Linked DNA regions of Mus musculus: all the other regions are linked to region 1. The links are chromatin contacts, called in public promoter capture Hi-C maps. All regions are on one chromosome and are shown on one strand. The core of a region is the stretch at or near the end of the contact, and the rest is flanking DNA. Distances in the headings are between cores, read along the strand shown. Region 1 holds the start of Sult1d1 (sulfotransferase family 1D, member 1). Region 2 holds the start of Ugt2b35 (UDP glucuronosyltransferase 2 family, polypeptide B35). Region 3 holds the start of Utp3 (UTP3 small subunit processome component).

What was found. Promoter capture Hi-C pulls out the DNA fragments that hold promoters and counts their contacts.
Region 2: a promoter capture Hi-C map of liver shows a contact between it and region 1, with 4 times the contacts expected there. The contact joins the promoter of Ugt2b35 here to the promoter of Sult1d1 in region 1. A contact is called at or near these places in 4 of 39 promoter capture datasets (cranial neural crest, hippocampal neurons and liver).
Region 3: a promoter capture Hi-C map of liver shows a contact between it and region 1, with 2.2 times the contacts expected there. The contact joins the promoter of Utp3 here to the promoter of Sult1d1 in region 1. A contact is called at or near these places in 3 of 39 promoter capture datasets (frontonasal cranial neural crest and liver).

What each region holds. Positions count from the first base shown.
Region 1 is chr5:87,567,623-87,571,593 of GRCm38.p6, reverse strand. Sult1d1 (sulfotransferase family 1D, member 1) reads left to right here and starts at 2,588. Exons shown (of 8, transcript NM_016771.3): 1 at 2,588-2,797.
Region 2 is chr5:86,998,853-87,003,097 of GRCm38.p6, reverse strand. Ugt2b35 (UDP glucuronosyltransferase 2 family, polypeptide B35) reads right to left here and starts at 2,238. Exons shown (of 6, transcript NM_172881.3): 1 at 1,486-2,238. The coding sequence starts at 2,206.
Region 3 is chr5:88,551,952-88,555,737 of GRCm38.p6, reverse strand. It overlaps Utp3 (UTP3 small subunit processome component), which reads right to left and starts at 1,276. Exons shown (of 1, transcript NM_023054.2): 1 at 1-1,276. The coding sequence starts at 1,124.

The DNA of each region.
Region 1 (3,971 bases), core at 1,339-3,838:
TCAGACTGTTTCAAACGCAAGTGTTTTCTGCAAGGAAATTCTCTGTTTCTCTGAGAAATCTAAGGCCAGTTTTATTATGTACAGTGCGTGCATTTTATCTTACTGGATATTAAGTGCAGAATAATTAGGCTGATATAGATGTCAGGCAAAGTAGGCTGGGCCAACTGGCATTTCCAGATTTTTCAATCTGGATAATTCTCAAGTGAGTAATTATAAATAAATTACCAACATCCTAGCTTTTATGAATATATACCACAGAAGTGTCTATTATATTTACTTATAAATCATTTAATTATTAAACATCAATGTAATGACTGTAAGATTTTATCTAGATATGAAAACTTAAACTGTGTTTCTCAGAGATAGCTAAAAAAGAAAACTGAAATGTGATTGAAAATAATTCTGTTTAATTTTCATATTTTGGGCTTTTTTTTTTTTTTTTTTGTCTGAAATGTAGTAAGATGTTTACCATGTACTTGAAAGTAGGCGTGAACAAGTGGTCTGCTTGAGACTCTCCATAAGAAAGACTACACTCCTCTCCTGTTTCTTTGCTAGTGTTCTTCTCATTCTGTCATAATGACAAAGTGGCCTTACCTGTGAAGAGGACCCTCTATTGGGAAAACAGCCCCCAGTGGATTAGACTGTGGAACAACCCGGGTGCATTTTGCTGATGACAACTCATTGTAGGTGGGCCATTTTTGGGCTGGTCATCCAAATTGCTCTAAGGAAGCAGCCTGTCCAAGACATGAGTAAGCCAATAAGCAGTACTTCTTCCTAAGCTCTATGGCAGTTGCTGTCTCCTGGTTCCTGCCTTGAGTTCCTGTTCTGACTTCATTGGGTTACTACAAGTTCTAAGAAAAAAATAAATCCTTTTCTTTCTAAGTTGCTTTTGGTCCTGGTGCTTTATTACAGCCCTATCAATTCTAAGAAATTCTCTGAGTCCCTTAAATTATAGACACATGAATGAAACTATCCGTCAAGGTGCCAAAAGCTGGAAGGGCTAACTACAGATATCCACATATGGGAATTATCTCAAATGTTAGCATTTGACAGAAAAAAAAAGTAAATGAAAATAAGATATATTCAAACAGATTATATGGTTAAATTAAATAAGAATACTTTCCATCTAGCATTGCCTTGATATATATTGGTGTTTTATGCCTATCAATTTTGGTAACACTTTGTAATTATTGTTTTCAATATTATTGAAATATATATTGTTTATTTGTAGTAATAAAATACATTATTTAGTTACCTGCATGGTTTGTGCTGTGATTCAATTATAGAGACAGCATTTTCTCTTTCATTATTCTTTGGATGTTTTAGATCTTTATTAATTATGCAATACAATACTGTGGTAAAGTGGTCAATTGGAGTACAGAACACCTGAACTTAGTTCTTCTGTGTGTCAATACCTGTTATGTAAATGTCCTTTACTGCTTGTACTACCAGCCTTCTAATCTCCAGTTAGAACTATTCCATATTCATCTCAATTCAGTTTTATTCATTTTCTACAACTGATAGAATTTTATTATTTTGTAAAGCTTAATAGCATTCCATTGTATATACACATGCATGTACACACAATTTGTTTTGTTTAATGATGTTGAACATCTAGGTTGATTCTGTATTTATCTCTACTGCAAATAAAACTCTATCAAACACATTAATATGGCTAGTTTTTTAATGTGCTAGTGTTTTTTCCTTGGGATATATATATATATATATATATATATATCCTGGACATATATCTTTTATATTTTCCATACTGACTATATTAATTTAGATTTCCCACAGACTACAAGTATTTAAATGTATTTTCCTCTATATCCTCTCTGGCATTATATTTTGTGTTTGTGAAAATAGGCGAAATAAGTAGAATAGGATGGCTGGTATTCCAGAGTATTTCATAACAATATTTTCCTAACGGAAATCTAATGTAGTTGGACGAAACTTGATTTTTTTTCTTACATATAAAATCAATTGTCAAACCAGTGTGATTGAAACATTTTGTCACAGGGATGAGCCACTAAAGGTTGCATGAAAAGTGAGGGTAATGACTGTCTTACTTTAAATTTACATAAACTAACTTTCACAAATGCTATCTCATTTTTTTTATAATTTAGCTACCATTTTAATAAATTGCTTTCTGACAAATATTCTAGAAATATAAGAATATTCTAATCATGTACTCGTTTTCTTGTTTCTACCACAGTGGTTTATTAAAACATGTAATCTGTTCTTCAAAGAACATTAGCATTACTAAGAACATAACATTAGAAATGAAAGAAACTTGAGTGATCATTTTTAATATTTACTTTTTGACAAATAATATAAATCAGATCCATGCAAAAGATTTATGTACTAGGAATATAACACTGTCTAAGAGAATAATGTGTTGATTGTCGTGAGTTTGATATTTATTTTGATTTCTATGGGACAAAAAAAAACATCTTTAGGTTTAACACAGTTCACCAGTAGGTTCAGGAGACTATAGTCCACTGATCAGTTAATAATTGACTAAGAGTAGCTGTTAACAACACGCAAAACATGGAGGTGTGCCTAAAGTCTTATAATTATCACCCTGGGGAGTTTATACTCATGGGGCATTTTCAGTAGGTAAACAGGGGAGCGGCCTTAGGGAAATGAACATTGTTCATCATTTCTTAAGCTTACCACAACTTAATTTCTTTCTCACATTACGTTGTGAGCTACCCAGGGACATCATCCTTTTAAAGACTTTTCGGTTCTGATTCTTCATCTGAGAAAACTCATTTAAAGCTCCGAGAATTTAAAGGTAAGATAAACTTGGTTGTGTTTCTTCCATAAATATATCAGCTGTGACTTTTTAAGGTGTAGATTTTGAAAATATGGATTATTAAATTTATATGTAATACTTAAAAGATCGAAAAATTATAAAACATCCTTTTGTGATCTAAGAAAGTCCTTGTTCTGTGTTCTGTGATTGTCAGATACTGATCAAATCACAGATATTCCACAAGGTTTAAAGAGCAGTACCTAAATTATCTTATGATAATTTCATACTTAGAAATCACTCTAAATGAAATATCACTTTCTATATAATCAAGTAGAGCATAAGATATTACTTAAATTATTAGTAAGGTAGGCTTATATTTTCTAAATTATCTCATATGCTTTTTAATATACTGTATTTAATATGTGTGTGAAGCTCATTATTATGGAATACAATGAGTAAAATCAACCTCGTTGAGACAGTTTATTCTTCCCCAGATTCTTAACAGAAATTCATACCATTTCACCTTTGTTTTTCCTTTGCCAAGAGCCTTGGCATAACTTGGAGTTTCTCTTGTAATACTTTGTATTATTTGTTGTTCCAAGTCTTATAATACAAATTTAAAATAGTTAACATTACAGGACCTACACTTACCTTGCTCTAACCAAATTCTGTCATTTGTTGAAAGCAAGTACTTTTGGGAGGATTTCCAAAGAATACTTAATATTTCCTTGTTATTTTGCTCCTTAGCTAAAATGAGATAGTTGGAATTGACACATAAGAACCTTGTATGAACTGAATAATACACTATATATATTTTAAAGAATTCCAATTGTGCATGTTTATGACCTAGGCTCTTCATACATATTATGTTTGTATAGCTTAATGTTCTTATTGATCTTCTAACCGTGGGAGCAGGATTGTTTCTGACTTTTTTGTTTGCTTTGTTGACCCTTTTTCTCCTATTGGGTTGTTTTCTCCAGCCTTAATATGAGGGGAGGTTTCTAGTGTTATTGGAGCGTGATATGTCTTGATTAGTTCATATCCCTGGGAGGCCTGCCCTTTTCAGAAGTGAAATGAAGGAGTGGATCTGGGCTGAAAACTAGGATGAGCCTGGGAGGGAAGGATGAAGGGGGAAACTATGGTTAGGATGGAATGTATGATAGAAGAATAAAAGTTATTTTATTCTTTTTTTTCCTGGAGTCTTCCACTGCAA
Region 2 (4,245 bases), core at 989-3,488, 570 kb after region 1:
GTACAGGGGAACGCCAGGGCCAAAAAGGGGGAGTGGGTGGGTAGGGGATTGGGGGGGTGGGTATGGGGGACCTTTGGGATAGCATTGAAAATGTAAATGAGGAAAATACCTAATAAAAAATATAAAAAAAATGTTGGAAGAATTTGTGTTTGATGGAGAACATGTACATTAATAAAGCAATGATTATGTATATATAATATGATTTGGTGTATTATTTCTGGCTCAGATAACATACATAAATGCTAGTTTAGTTTTATTCTTAAAGCAGACTTTTGAAAGTTACCTCATCTCCTCCATAGTTTGAAGCCATGAATAGTTATTGAAACAACCTACTAAGCCACTGTATAAGTAAACACAAATTTTCTACTGTCTAACTTTTCAAAAGGAACTGTATAAATATAAACACACAATGCTGGTCCAAATCTTACACTATGGTGTGCAGAATTCCCCGGGTCATTGTAGTGTATAGGAAGGACTTCATCCTTCTTTTGTCAAGAGATCTATAAAGTTTATGAATGGCTGACTTTCTAGTAAGTGCTTCTACTCTTGTTTCATATTGATATATCTAATATGATTTATCCTAAAAAAGCAATCATAATATCTATACAAGTAATAAAATAGAAACTTTAGGGTAATCTTAACTATGGTATAATTTTCAAGAGAAGGAACTTGACTCAAAAACTATAGGACAAGTGTATATGGTTCCATACTTCTGTAGAGTACATACAATTATAATAACTTTTAGAAAAGAATAAAAAAGGAAATGTCCTGGTAGAAACCTCAGTTTCATTTGCAAACCTATACATTAACATAATATCTTTGAAGAGAAGGAGAAATTTTTAGGAAATACAGAGAATATATTCTATGATTTATCTTTTCATTTATGTGTATTTGTGCTTGCGTCTATATACTCTAAGATTATTCCAGTGCCTGAGCACTGGAATAAAAGAACAGCAGGTTCCGTGAAGCAAAGTGAGGCCAATGGACATGAGTGGATGCTAGGAACAGAACACAGGTACTAAACATGAACAGAAAACAATCAAACATTTGGACATGTTGTAAGACCCCACATTTTAATATTAAATATAGAAACTGGCTTGTGCAAGAGAACACTATTTCTTCAATGTTAAATACATATTGATACTATAAAATATGTCATTCTTTAATATAAATAAATCAGTATTTGGGTAAACAGGAAGTAACTTATTGAAATAGAGGTTTAAAAATGCATAAAATGAATAAAGGCTCATGTAGTGACCATTTACAATTGTATAGCTAACCAGAAAGTCTTTTTTATCAGGACTGATACCTTCTATTTGAACATTAATATGAGCTTTTACAGAGCATTCATGATTTTGTTAGTAAATATCCTATTATATATTTGATCACCTACAAAAACAACTTCACTTTGAATTTCATGGATATATAGCTTCAAATACATGTGTAGCTAGGGATATCAAGCTACTAAGAAGACATGTAACTTACCCAAAGTTTCACTGTAAAATTGATCCCATTCCTTCTCTGTAAATGTCTGGAACCAAAAGTCAAAATAAAGCATACATATCATATTTTTGACCCTCTCTGTGAATGTCATTTGGCCACCTAATCCTGACAAAATCACAGGTACATAAGAGGGAGGGAGTACAAATCCTCCACTGTTCTTTTCAACTTGGTAGCCAGGAGAGAAGCGAAGACTGTACAGAAAAGGAATCTGGAGCAGTTGAGCTATGAGCTCCCCACAGGAAGCCATGGCATCTAAAATAAGGACATCAAACTTGGATTCCTGGAATTTTGTCATGAGCTGTTTGTTTGAAACAGCTTCCTTACAAAGACTTAGAGAATAATCAGATAATTTACCAAACAGTGTTTGAAGCAGAGAATATGATAAGCATGTATCTCTTGGGACCTCAAAAGTCCATTCATCCACTAACTTGGTCAAAAAAGTTTCCAGATAATCTTTACTGAAAGCTGTAGGAAAAGTTTCAAACTTAAGGCCCGGCGAATATTTGGGATCAACAAAAATGGAAGCTGAAGGTCTCAGAACAGTGACTTCATGGCCCCTCTGTACAAGTTCATCCAGTATTATCTTTAAATTCATCCAGTGACTGAATTCCAGTGGCCACACTAACACCTTCCCACAGCTGGTGGATCTGAAGCAGCAACTCATCTGCAGCAGGAGCAGAGCAGAAATCCACTTCACAGGCATCCTGGAAGTCAAAGGGCTTCTGTTAACTGTGTGTTCCCTTGCTTTACTGCCTGTCCTCTTATCTAAGAAGAAGAAAAAAAAATCCACGAGTTAAAATATAACCTGAGTTGGTGCAAGCAAACTTAATGACCAGATTGAAGTTGGTGGCTGAAGAGAGATAGTAAAAGCAAATATTAATTATTTCAGATTTATTTGGAAGTGTTTAAAATCACGTTTTGTAAAGAAGTAAAGTTAGGAGTTGTGACCTGTGTAAACCTGTTTACAGGAGTTTTGAATCATAGAAAGAACACTGATTAGTGTAAGGTGAGTCTGCATTTTATTCTCAACCTGTGAAATCCAGATGTACTAGTTACCGAACTTATCAGTATATCATGGATATTATTTTGTAAGAATGTCGGATAAAATATTAAGTCACATAGAGTTTGCTGAATAGCCTGACAGTGTGCCTTAGTTACTTGACAGAGAAAAGATCTGTGAATAAAATAGACAAGAGTTTCTATGAATGTCCCTAAGGAAAAAGCCAAACACACTGCCCTGAGTGGTATTAGCTGCTAAGGTTTACAGAGAGCACTCAGTTGATTCAACCTATCTGTCCACAGCCCTTTCCTAGGACCAAGAAGTAGCTGGATAGTTTGATCTTGCTTTAGTTAGAGTTTTTGTTGTTGTTATTGTTGTTGTTGTGAAGAGACACCATGGCCAAGGCAACCCTTATAAAGGATGACGTTCATTTGGTCTACCTTCCACTTTCAGAAGTTTAGTCCGTTATCCACATGGCAGGAAGCGTGGCAGAGTCCAGGCAGACACAATGTTGTAGAAGGGATTGAGAGTTCTACATCTTGATTGGAAGGCAGCTAGGAGACTGTTTCCACATTGTGCAGAAATTGAGCACAAAATCTTGAAGCCCACGAATTACAGTGACACACTTCTTCTAATGAGGCCACGCCTACTCTAACAAGAAAATATCTCTTAATATTGCCACACCTTGTACCATGCATATTCAAACCACAACAGAATCTTAGTGCACAAAGGCCCTGAGAAATCAATGAGTAGATAAAACTTCACCAAGAAACATTGAATCTACCATTTCTGGAATCACCAATGCTTCTATTTGCTCATGAAGATTGTGGGTATTGACATGTGATTTACCTGGATCTTCTTGTTTGTCCTGGTATTGTGAAGCTACAAACAACTCTAGGATGCATCACCTAGAAAAAAAATCGTTGATGACAAAACAATTATATTATAGAGTATATGATTTCTCATCACACTGACCAAGTTCTTTGCCAAAATAAAGTTTTGGAGTCATAGATATATTTTATTGCACAATTTGAAAGGGTGGTATCCATCATGAAAAACAAGGTCTGTAGAGTGTATGTGATGGAAACACAGGGAAGGGATATCTTCACCATGGAAAAATGATAAGTAAATCCTTCCTGAAAGTTTTCTCACAGATATACTCAAATATTTATATTAATAGTGCCTTTAGCAGTCAAGTTAGCAATGAAAAAACCACCAACTTACAAAAAAGATCAATAAGAGAAATATGTATATATAACAAGAGTATATATATATATATATATATATGTGTGTGTTTGTGTGTGTGTGTTTGTGTAAAACAAGAAATAAAACAAATGAATTAAAATAGGATATATTAAATTATAAACAACAAGTTTGACTGTTATCAGGTCAAATTCCTTAGTTAAAATACACACAATGACTATGTCAAGCAAAAATCTAAACATGAGATGCCACCTATAAGATAATAAGTAAAGAAACATTTGCTTTGAAAATTGAAAAAATAAATATTATATAGAAGCAAACTACAAGTGTACTGTAGTATATATATTTAAGTGTCAAAACTAGAATTAAGGCATAGAGTAGAAAGTGTAAAAATGTCAGTTTGTCAAAATGAAATAACAACAGTAATAATATACATCCAATCATATTAAACTAACACTGAATAAGAAAAAGAGACTAACATAATTGTTAGTATCTTAATTATTGTGCAGAAGTTTTGATTATACTGCAAACCCCGAGAT
Region 3 (3,786 bases), core at 27-2,526, 990 kb before region 1:
CTGTCTTCCATTTCCTTATAGTACTTGAGAGCAGCCCCATCAAAATCAGGCTCATCAGTCAGGGCAACAGCAGCAGCCTGCTTTACAGACTTGGGCTTGGTTTTGGTTAATTTTGCTTTTGGAGTCATTTCTTTCTTTACAGCACCATCCTTGGCTGTGAGGAGGTGACGGATTTCAGAGGACAGTTTCTGATCCACAACCGACAGCTTGTTGATCAGATTTCTGTAGGTAACAAGCCTTTCTATAACAGGATGTCCATGTGCAGGGACTCTCCGGGCTTTTAAGATCAAATAAAAGCTAATGTTGGCGCAATAGTTCAAGTAGAGATTATACTTAGTCTTCAGGTATTCGCTTCCTCTTCCAGTTGGAATGACCCCTTTCTCCACCAACTGTAACAAGGGTTCTAACTCATCCTTCACCTCTGTCAACTTGGCTTGGAGGTCTTCTATGAGCTCTAAGAGCTCTGGTGATTCTTTCTTCAACATTTTCAGCTTCTCTTTTACCGAGACTTTAGCCAAATCCTTCACAACCCTTGTCTCAGCTTCGTCTACCTGGGGCACCGGCTTTGCAAAGGCCTCCACCCAAGCGACTCCAAAATCATCCTCTTGCAGGGCTTGGGCCAAGCGCCGCTGAATTATCTGTGCCTCCTCCTCTTCTTCTCTTTCCTCCTCTTCTACTTCTTGCTGACTCTGACGGCCTCGGGATTTGGAACCATAGTCCGTATCGTAATAAAGCTTTTTTCTCTGACCCCAGGACAAGCTAGGGTCCACAGAGGCCTCAGCCTCACTCTGCACGGAGCTTCCGCCGTCATCATCCTCTCCAACCTCCTCCTCCTCCGAACTCTCTCCATCTTCGTCATCTCCATCATCAATATCTAGAGGTAGCACCTCTTCCTCCTCATCGCCATCCTCCTCCCCACTCTCGACTTCGTTCCAGCCCTTGGCCAGGACTGCCCGAGATCGCGCTTCATGGAACTCATCTACCTGGTCTTGGTAGTAGCTGGAGTCCCCTGGAGAGGGCGGCAACCCCAAGTCGTCCTCATTTTCGTCCGTGGCGGTGAGACCTGCCTGGGCCCGCACGGCGGCCCACTGAGCCGCTCCACGCCGCCGTGATTTCTTCACCATGGCTCACCAGCGGTCCCGGGTTCCCAAGCGACGCCGCGATTTCCGCCACTTCTGACCTCCGCCCAGAATGATGCCGGCAAGCGGAGGCTTTCAGCACCAGCACGCTCCGCGAACCCAAGTCGGTGACCACCGGAGCAGAGAGTCTGGGAAAGGCCTGTTTCCTTCCGCTCCCAGGGTGCTCTCCGCGCAGCGCGCGCGCCTAAACTTCCGCTCCCCCCCCCCCCCCCAGCGTAATCCCGCCGCCGTGTCTTTTTAAAAACCAGTCGGTTCCGGCGAATGAAAACTTCCGGGTAGGAACGCTAGGCCAAGGATATTTCCGTTCCGCGGATCCTTTTGTGGCTACTTCCGAGCTCTCTCTCTCTCTGGTGACTTCCGGCGTGAAGCCGGAATCCCGCCAGGGACGCCGCGAGACAGCCCGCGGCCGACAGAGGGCGCGGGGCATCTACGTTCCCACGCGTCGGCAGGGCGCCCACTGGGCCACGCTAGATAGTTGCCCAGCTCACGGTTTCGTGTTCTCCGTTTGCCAGAGTGGAAGTTAGTCAGGGTTTTGTTTGTGTTTTGTTTAGTTTTGTTTTTTGTCTGTCTTGACTTCTGAAGCCGGGACTCGCCATGTTGTCAGCCTCAGCCTCCCGGATTGGTGCTTTTCTCTGTTTTTGCCTGGGAGTTGCTACCGTAGGCGCCGCGTTTCCGGGCCCCGCGCGGCGAGTCTCTGCTTTTAGGCGACCCGAGAGAGGACTTCGGGGTTTTTTGGGGACGATGTAACCGGGAAGAGTAAAAGACGCGCGGTGTCCTTCTACTGGAATAGCTTCGCTTTTCTAGACGTTCTGGAAAACTGTGAGGCTGTCAGCCGCGGACAGCCTCCTATGTATAGAATTGGGTTGCAACATTTAATGATTATTCATTGTTGTGTTCTTCAACATTGATCAAGCACCAAACTTCCGTGGCAGCGTTTTAGGCAGAGATGGGGGGGGGGAGGGGAGGGGAGAATAAAGGAAGGAAATGAGCAAAATAGATTTAACAAGGGAGGGAGGGGAGAGGAGAGAGGAGAATGAAGGAAGGAAATGAGCAAAATAGATTTAACAAGGGAGGGGAGGAGAAGAGAAAGAAGAGGGAGAGGGGAGAGAGGGAGAAGGGGAGAAGAAGTGGGGAGGAGGAAAGAGGAGGGAAGAGGAAGAAGAGGAAAAGGAAAAGAGATAAAGGCCAAAATAGGAGACCTTGTGGTTTAGGAGGGCGCACGGGTACACCAAACAGAAAACTCAGTCAAATGGGAGAAGTGACATATGGGTCTAAGAGAATCGAACTGGTGTCAAGCTTAGTAGACAGGGCTACCACCTAAGCTATCTCAAATGTATGACCTTTTATGTCAGCTTCCTTATTTAAAAGGATATACAAAGTCGTGATTATGCATACCACATGGGGTCTTGTCTTTTTTTTCTTTTTTTTTTTTTTCCATTTTTTATTAGGTATTTAGCTCATTTACATTTCCAATGCTATACCAAAAGTCCCCCTTACCCACCCACCCCCACTCCCCTACCCACCCACTCCCCCCCTTTGGCCCTGGCGTTCCCCTGTACCGGGGCACACAAAGTCTGCGTGTCCAATGGGCCTCTCTTTCCAGTGATGGCCGACTAGGCCATCTTTTGATACATATGCAGCTAGAGTCAAGAGCTCAGGGGTACTGGTTAGTTCATAATGTTGTTCCACCTATAGGGTTGAAGATCCCTTTAGCTCCTTGGGTACTTTCTCTAGCTCCTCCATTGGGAGCCCTGTGAACCATCCATTAGCTGACTGTGAGCATCCACTTCTGTGTTTGCTAGGCCCCGGCATAGTCTCACAAGAGACAGCTACATCTGGGTCCTTTCGATAAAATCTTGCTAGTATATGCAATGGTGTCAGCGTTTGGATGCTGATTATGGGGTGGATCCCTGGATATGGCAGTCTCTACATGGTCCATCCTTTCATCTCAGCTCCAAACTTTGTTTCTGTAACTCCTTCCATGGGTGTTTTGTTCCCACTTCTAAGGAGGGGCATAGTGTCCACACTTCAGTCTTCATTTTTCTTGAGTTTCATGTGTTTAGGAAATTGTATCTTATATCGTGGGTATCCTAGGTTTTGGGCTAGTATCCACTTATCAGTGAGTACATATTGTGTGAGTTCCTTTGTGATTGTGTTACCTCACTCAGGATGATGCTCTCCAGGTCCATCCATTTGGCTAGGAATTTCATAAATTCATTCTTTTTAATAGCTGAGTAGTACTCCATTGTGTAGATGTACCACATTTTCTGTATCCATTCCTCTGTTGAGGGGCATCTGGGTTCTTTCCAGTTTCTGGCTATTATAAATAAGGCTGCTATGAACATAGTGGAGCATGTGTCCTTCTTACCAGTTGGGGCTTCTTCTGGATATATGCCCAGGAGAGGTATTGCTGGATCCTCCGGTAGTACTATGTCCAATTTTCTGAGGAACCGCCAGACTGATTTCCAGAGTGGTTGTACAAGCCTGCAATCCCACCAACAATGGAGGAGTGTTCCTCTTTCTCCACATCCTCGCCAGCATCTGCTGTCACCTGAATTTTTGATCTTAGCCATTCTCACTGGTGTGAGGTGGAATCTCAGGGTTGTTTTGATTTGCATTTCCCTGATGATTAAGGATGTTGAACATT